2 separate regions of the Salmo salar genome follow, and region 1 is linked to region 2. The links are chromatin contacts, called in public Hi-C maps. All regions are on one chromosome and are shown on one strand. Each heading gives the region's core, a stretch centred on a gene start, on an enhancer-like site or on the middle of the called end of the contact. The rest is flanking DNA. Distances are from core to core; before and after follow the strand shown. Region 1 holds the start of LOC106611970 (nucleotide exchange factor SIL1). Region 2 overlaps LOC106611969 (kelch-like protein 3).

Region 1 (3,698 bases), core at 1,010-3,509, 39 kb after region 2:
TGTTCTTCCTGGGTTTTGTTCGGGCTCTCACCACTCGTCCACCACTGCCGACCCTTCCACTGTCTTTCGGGAGGGCTGTCACAGGAAAGAGTCTTCACTGATTTGCACTGATTTGCCTTTGACTTCCAGTAGGGGCAATTTTGCTGCCACCTGACCTAAAAATTGTATTAAGATACCTTTTTATAAGTATTATACTTTCCGGGACATTTTCCCGACAAAGCTGACCGCCTGGATTAAGGCTAGAATTGCTATTAGGAGAACCGTTGTAACTTACTGTATACAGTGTACCATGAGTCAGTGTGTAACTTGTTCTTCCGTTGCATGTACTGTATTAGATGCATGTCATTTAAGTACTAATAATGGTTTACAGCCTGCTGCCTTTGGGAACAGTTTAAATTACGGTTATCACCGTTTTAGCATTTCTTTTGTTCTTATTAACACATTTTGTCAACTGGTTTTGGAATTAGCCTGTTTACCTTCAATCTAATGGGGTGTAATGTATGGCGTATCACGTAGGCCTAGAAAAGTTGTTTGTAAATAATTTTTTTTATATTGTTTTACTATAAATGAAGACCACAGGGTTGTAAACCTCATCTGTATGGCTTTGCATTTGACAGCGTCTTTAAACAAACGGAATGGTTTGCAATTGCCTTTAGGTCTCTTTTAGCTGACTGTAAAATCAAGACTAGGGAGATGGAGAAGGAAGGCACTTAAATATTTTGGCTTGCTCATTCACTCTCTGAATGGCACACATACACAATCCATGTCTCAAAGCTTAAAAATCCTTCTTTAACCTGTCTCCTCCCCTTCATCTACACTGATTGCAGTGGATTTAACAAGTGACATCAATAAGGGATCATAGCTTTCACCTGGTCAGTCTGTCATGGAAAGAGCAGGTGCTCCTAATGTTTTGTACACTCAGTGTGTAATTTAACAGTTTGTAAATGTATTAATACAATGACGACAAAATATGGATTTCAGTCTGATTTAATCTCATTTAAGTGTTAAAATGACATTTTTGGTGAGATGCTTTTTAACCCCCTATCTGATATCAAAGCACAGTTTATCAGCATTTTTTTTGTATTTATTGTTAAATTAGTCTATGGGCAGTATTGGGAAGTGCTCTATCATCACTTAGTACTTAAATGATAATTAACACAATTTCACACACAACAAGGAGACCCATTGAGAAAGTTTTTTTAGTTGTATAGTCATCATACAGTATATTAACCCAGGATTAAATTATATTGCACAAAAATATAAACGCAACATGTAAAGTGGTGGTACGGCGTTTCATGGGTTAAAATAAAATATCCCAGTAATGTTCCATGCGCACAAAAAGCTTATTTCTCTCAAATTTTGTGCACAAATTTGTTTACATCACTGTTAGTGAGCATTTCTCCTTTGCCAAAATAATCCATCCACTTTACAGGTGAGGCATGTCAAGAAGCTGATTAAACAGCATGATCATTACACAGGTGCGCCTTGTGCTAGGGACAATAAAAGGCCACTCTAAAATCTGAAGTTTTGTCACACAACACAATGCCACAGATGTCTCAAGTTTTGAGGGAGTGTACAATTGGCATGCTGACTGCAGGAATGTCCACCAGAGCTGTTGCCAGAGAATTTAATGTTAATTTATTTACCATAAGCCGCCGACATACGTCGTTTTAGAGAATTTGTCAGTACGTCCACCGGCTTCACAACTGCAGACCACGTGTAACCAAGCAAGCCCTGGACCGCCAGTATAGATCAGGGTTAACCCGCTATAACCGACACACGCAAGAGTATTAGTCTCTTCTCCTGCTTATCTCTGTCTTCTGAGAAGAAAACACTATAGTTACTTTTGCATATGTTGTAAGATTCATATACATGTTTACAGTACCATAACTGTTCTGACAAACTGGTGAGATTTTCTATGTAGGCCTACAGTTACAATGATCTGCTGCCACGTTATGGAATATTCGATTTCTTGAAGAACCTCTAGAGGCTGTATATCAATTTGATCAGGGGCTTGTGGGGAACAATTTAATGCCATCAAATCTTTGCCACCCCGAGATGGGCCAATTTTTGGTATGGCACATGGGCTATATGTACAGTTGTCAGTTCATGTAATAATATGAAATAAAACTTCCAAAAAGACTGATGAAATGTAATGTAATTGCGTCACAAAGATCATACAGGGCTCTCCATTAGCCAATCCGATCGCATAGATTTGAAAACGAGTGACACTCTTTTAAATACGATTGGCTCCCGGTCGTGATGACAAATACCGTGGGAGTGGTCTAATTTCTGACAAGTATCAACGTTACACGTCCATGCATAAATCTGAAATGGTGTGGTCGGGTAAATAGATAGTGCAATGCGTCGTAGTTCACATGAATTGTATTTGTTACCCTATAGTGTTATGATATCGATATATTAGCTGTGTTAGCTATACTACAGCCAGTATGTTGACCGGATGCCTGAGAAAAGGAAGTAAATCTACCAGGCTGAAGATGGCACTCATGCTCTTAGTATTGAGTTGTCAATTCGTCCATGTTCTCAGCGAAAAAGTGAGTAGTTAATGATATACCTATACTCGTTATACTACTGTATAAATATATTGTTAAACAGTTTGTGTGTAGCCTACCAGAGTTTGATGAGTCTGTAGCCTACATGAGTCTGATCCAATCCCCTGGCCCTATAGTCTTCCTCTGCTCTGACTGTTGTGGAGAGCACTGAGACCAGCCTGGATGATGAGGATGCGCACCACATGGAGGAAGAGAGCGATCCTGAGGATTTGAATGTGTTCCGTCCCACGGATCAGTGGCAGTCTCTCAAACCAGGTGACTGTTTTTTAAAGTATTAATGCACAGGTGTCTCATGAAGTACACACAGTAGTAATACATGTATTTTATTAGGATCCCCCTTAGCGACTGTTAAAGCAGCAGCTACTCTTCCTGGGGTCCAGACAACATAAAACATGACATAATACAGAACATTTAATAGACAAGTACAGCACAAGGACAGAACTACATACATTTAAAATAAGAATACACACATTCATATATTTATGCCTTAGCATTCCATGCACCATGTACTCAGTATAGCAGAAATACTGCAGCCATTTATTTTCCCATATATTGTAATCCTTTACTCTACTGTTACAATTGCTTCGTCTAAACAGGTCCTGATATCCTAATCTCACAGCACTGTAAACACCAGAGAGAATCTCACAACATCAGGAATCATCCGTGTCCTTGGTTCTTCCGTTTGGTGTCAATAATAATATGAATAATCATGTCATTCATAGATGCCACTGAATGCAAGTGCAACACACAGAAACAAGAAACGGCATGGAGTATTAATGTGTATGGCAGAATCAAAAGTATTCACTGTACAATATTGTTATCACTCAGGCCAGGCAGTCCCAAGGGGCTCTCACGTAAGGCTCAACCTCCAGACAAGACAGAGGGAGGTCAAACTTGGGGAACATCAGATTCTCAAATACCAGATCGATGGACAAAGGTAAGGATCCTGTTAATGTTTCTGTCAGTTTGAAACACTGTAGAACATTTTTGCCATGTAGCTATTGTACAGTAGAAGGCCATACTATCTTTGCTTGAGATTACATCAGACTCACCACAGGTGTTTTCTCTGAGTCAGACAGGGGAAGGAGAACACACCAGGCCCATCCTTCAATGCTGAGGAGCTGA
Region 2 (3,658 bases), core at 486-2,985:
TGCTAATATTCTCCTTATTATAGTAGCCTATCCAGTCAGTCCAAGTGCAAATACAAGTCACCAGAAGGCGAGTCCAAGTCCAAGTCCGAATCACAAGTTATGAAAATCGGGACTTGAGTCAGACTCAAGTACTACAACACTACCAGAGCTCATTGTCGGTTTGAGAGGCTTGTGTTAGCGCAATGTGTGTCTGCACGGTCACAGTCCCATGCCGCAGACTGACCGCAGTCTAGTTTCCCAGGCCAATCAACAACCTTCTTCTTGGTCATAGCTCATTTAGTCGATCCCTTAAAACAAGGCCAGTTTATTTCCCCCTCTGATCAGTTGTAAGGAGTCTGAGGGGAGTGAGGCCCTCCTAATACTAATGTAGCTAAATGGCCCCCTGTGAGGCTGCAGGAAAACAGGCCCCCTCCAGTCTTAAGACACTCTGATCCAGGCAGATTTGTTGAGTCTTGGGGTCATTTTGACCATGGAAGCCAATGTCTCTCTCAGGTCCACTCTGCCTAGAAGGAATGCAGTTAGAGTTACAGGGCTGAGACAGCAGCTCCGCTCTGCAGAGCACTGTCCGGGCTGGGGTTTCCCTCCCTCCTGAGCCACCCGTCAGGCTAGTGTTACTCCATGGAGTTGACTGTGAAATCAGACGTCTGTGTGGCTCCCTTTGATTGCTACCTGTGGCTGTGGGGTCCTGCTGCCATCGGGGCCTGATAGTCATAAAGGTTTGTCTATAACGGATACACCTTGAGTGGATATAGCAGGGTATATCAGGACATAGATTAATAACACACTAAATGCAGCATAACACATTCAACACCAAACCATCTCACGACCAACATGTCTTAATTCTTCAAAGGAGAAGGTTCTGAGTTTGGATGCAGAGACAAGCATTTGAAAGGTGGTATGAAAGGTCAAAGGTGAAAGTTTACCTGCATAGCTTCGGCCGTTGCTCATGTTGGTGGGGATGAGGCTCCACTTGTCTGTGGCAGGGTTGTAATACTCCACTGAGGAGAGGTTACACGAGCCGTCGTCTCCTCCGATCACATACAGCAGTCCGTTTATAGCACACACACCTGCATGAACACAGGGGAGGTTAGTGAGTCACACACACTCTACAGACAATGATATGCAGAACATTTGGGCATAGGGGAGTGTGTGTGTGTGTTGCATCAGGCTACTCACCAGCGTTCCTCCGACACATGTTCATGTCACACACCTGTCTCCAGGTGTTACTAGGTGGGTCGTACACCTCCACACTCTTCCTCACCAGGGGCCCATCATGACCCCCTGCTGCATACAGCTGCCCACTTAGCACCCCAACACCTGCACACACACACACACACACACACGTCTGGTTATATCTTTTCCCACATAAACACATATACTTGCACAAGCTACAGATGTTTCCCAGCAATAACTGCAGTCCATTAACTACCCACAAGGAGGAGCGATCACTTCCAGTAATTCTCTTGTTAAGTGGGCCATCTACCTCTACGGCAATTATCTTATTTCAGTGCTCATTGGGTTTAGATCGGTGTATGCCTATGCAAAGAAAACATTGCTTGCAGTGCATTAAAACCACATCCTGTGAGTATTGTCTCATTTTCACTGATGTGGTTGTGCTGTTCCCTCCTAGCTCCTGCTGCCAGTAAGTTAGTGAGCAGTAGAGTCCTGGATGAACCCAGGCAGTGTCCATAGGAATCAACGGGCTGCATTGTGTTGGTGCTACTTCCTCTGGCCAGCTGAGCGGACTGCACAATGAGCACAGGACACTCAAACACATTCAGAGCCAGGAGGCTCACACACAGAGAGGCCAATGGACCTCCACCAGATCACATTCAGAACAACAACCTTCACTGAGACAGAGACACTCTCACAGAACCAAACTAACAGAATGGGAGGGAAGAGACACAACAGAACCCTTTGGGAAAGAGAGAAACCATCCCAATAGAATATTTTTATTTACAAGACCTTGGGTCTTGTGACACCTTGCCGATTTCCAGGGATCTCTGTAGACAGTGAGAGTTACTGTGAGGTTAGTCGAGCCCATTACAACTCTATATATAGTCCTATACCACATATCATACTGCACAGCTCCATTACACATTCCCTGGACTTAAAGTCACAGCACTCCCATGTCTCTGTGGACACTGACAGTGTGAGTGCAGTGTGTCTGTACGGCACAGAGGTAGCATTGCCTGCTTCTAAACACGTAGGATAGCTAGTCTGTGATAAGGAGAGGGTTGTTGATGGTGAGGACTGTCTGCACCTGCCCCGCTGCGTCTGGTGCTCATGTCAGCCATGTAGCCCCACTGGTTACTGACTGGGTTGTACTCCTCCACCGTGCTGAGACACTGCCGTGACGCCCCGTCGTAGCCACCCACCGCATACAGCTTCCCTGTACAACACAATACACACCCACTGAGGAATACAACGAGGAACACATACAAAGAGATGCTCAAAGTACAACCGCAGACAGGAAACTGACAAATACACAGGCACAGAAACACTATAGACACTAAGTGGACAAAACATGAGGAACACCTGCTCTTTCTATTACATAAACTGACCCGGTGAATCCAGGTGAAAGCTATGATCCCTTATTGATGTCTCTTGTTAAATTCACTTCAATCAGTGTAGATGAAGGGGAGGAGACAGGTTAAAGAAGAAGCTTTAAGCCTTGAGACAATTGAGACATGCAAAGTGCCTTTAAACGGGGTATGGTAGGAGGTGCCAGGCGCACCGGTTTGTGTCCAGAACTGCAAAGCTGCTGGGTTTTTCACGCTCAACAGTTTCCCACGTGTATTAAAAATGGTCCATCCAGACAACTTGACATAACTGTGGGAAACATTGTAGTCAACATGGGCCAGCATCCCTGTGGAACACCTTCGATACCTTGTAGAGTCCATGTCCCAATGAAGTGAGACTGTTCTGAGGAGAGGGGGGGGGGTGCAACTCACTATTAAGGTGTTCCTAATGTTTGGTAGACTTTGATGAGAAGCTCTATATAGGAGGAGAAGCTCTATATAGACTCTGAGGAGAAGCTCTATATAGACACTGAGGAGAAGCTCTATATAGACACTGAGGAGAAGCTCTATATAGACACTGAGGAGAAGCTCTATATAGACACTGAGGAGAAGCTCTATATAGACACTGAGGAGAAGCTCTATATAGACACTGAGGAGAAGCTCTATATAGATACTGAGGAGAAGCTCTATATAGACACTGAGGAGAAGCTCTATATAGACACTGAGGAGAAGCTCTATATAGACACTGAGGAGAAGCTCTATATAGACACTGAGGAGAAGCTCTATATAGACTCCGAAGAGAAGCTCTATATAGACACTGAGGAGAAGCTCTATATAGACACTGAGGAGAAGCTCTATATAGATACTGAGGAGAAGCTCTATATAGACACTGAGGAGAAGCTCTATATAGACACTGAGGAGAAGCTCTATATAGACACTGAGGAGAAGCTCTATATAGACACTGAGGAGAAGCTCTATATAGACACTGAGGAGAAGCTCTATATAGACTCTGAGAAGAAGCTCTATATAGACACTGAGGAGAAGCTCTATATAGACACTGAGGAGAAGCTCTATATAGACACTGAGAAGAAGCTCTATATAGACACTGAGGAGAAGCTCTATATAGACACTGAGGA

Evidence for each region. Hi-C and Micro-C count contacts between places; a contact is called where the count stands out from the background.
Region 1: a contact with region 2 is called in a Hi-C map of muscle, with 4 times the contacts expected there. The contact joins the promoter of LOC106611970 here to the enhancer-like site in region 2. A contact is called at or near these places in 2 of 3 Hi-C or Micro-C datasets (gill and muscle).

What each region holds. Positions count from the first base shown.
Region 1 is chrssa09:78,220,282-78,223,979 of Ssal_v3.1, forward strand. LOC106611970 (nucleotide exchange factor SIL1) reads left to right here and starts at 2,260. Exons shown (of 9, transcript XM_014212699.2): 1 at 2,260-2,555; 2 at 2,690-2,828; 3 at 3,402-3,510; 4 at 3,649-3,698. The coding sequence starts at 2,451. It also overlaps the pseudogene LOC106611973.
Region 2 is chrssa09:78,181,671-78,185,328 of Ssal_v3.1, forward strand. It overlaps LOC106611969 (kelch-like protein 3), which reads right to left. Exons shown (of 15, transcript XM_014212693.2): 12 at 2,264-2,392; 13 at 1,177-1,317; 14 at 924-1,067; 15 at 1-737. The coding sequence ends at 709. Among protein-coding and RNA genes, the nearest start is that of LOC106611969, 13 kb to the right of the region's middle. Within about 2 kb of position 1,736, at least 2 of the 13 cell types and tissues checked have an H3K27ac peak or open chromatin away from gene starts, as enhancers often do. A contact at or near this core is called in muscle, where this site is marked.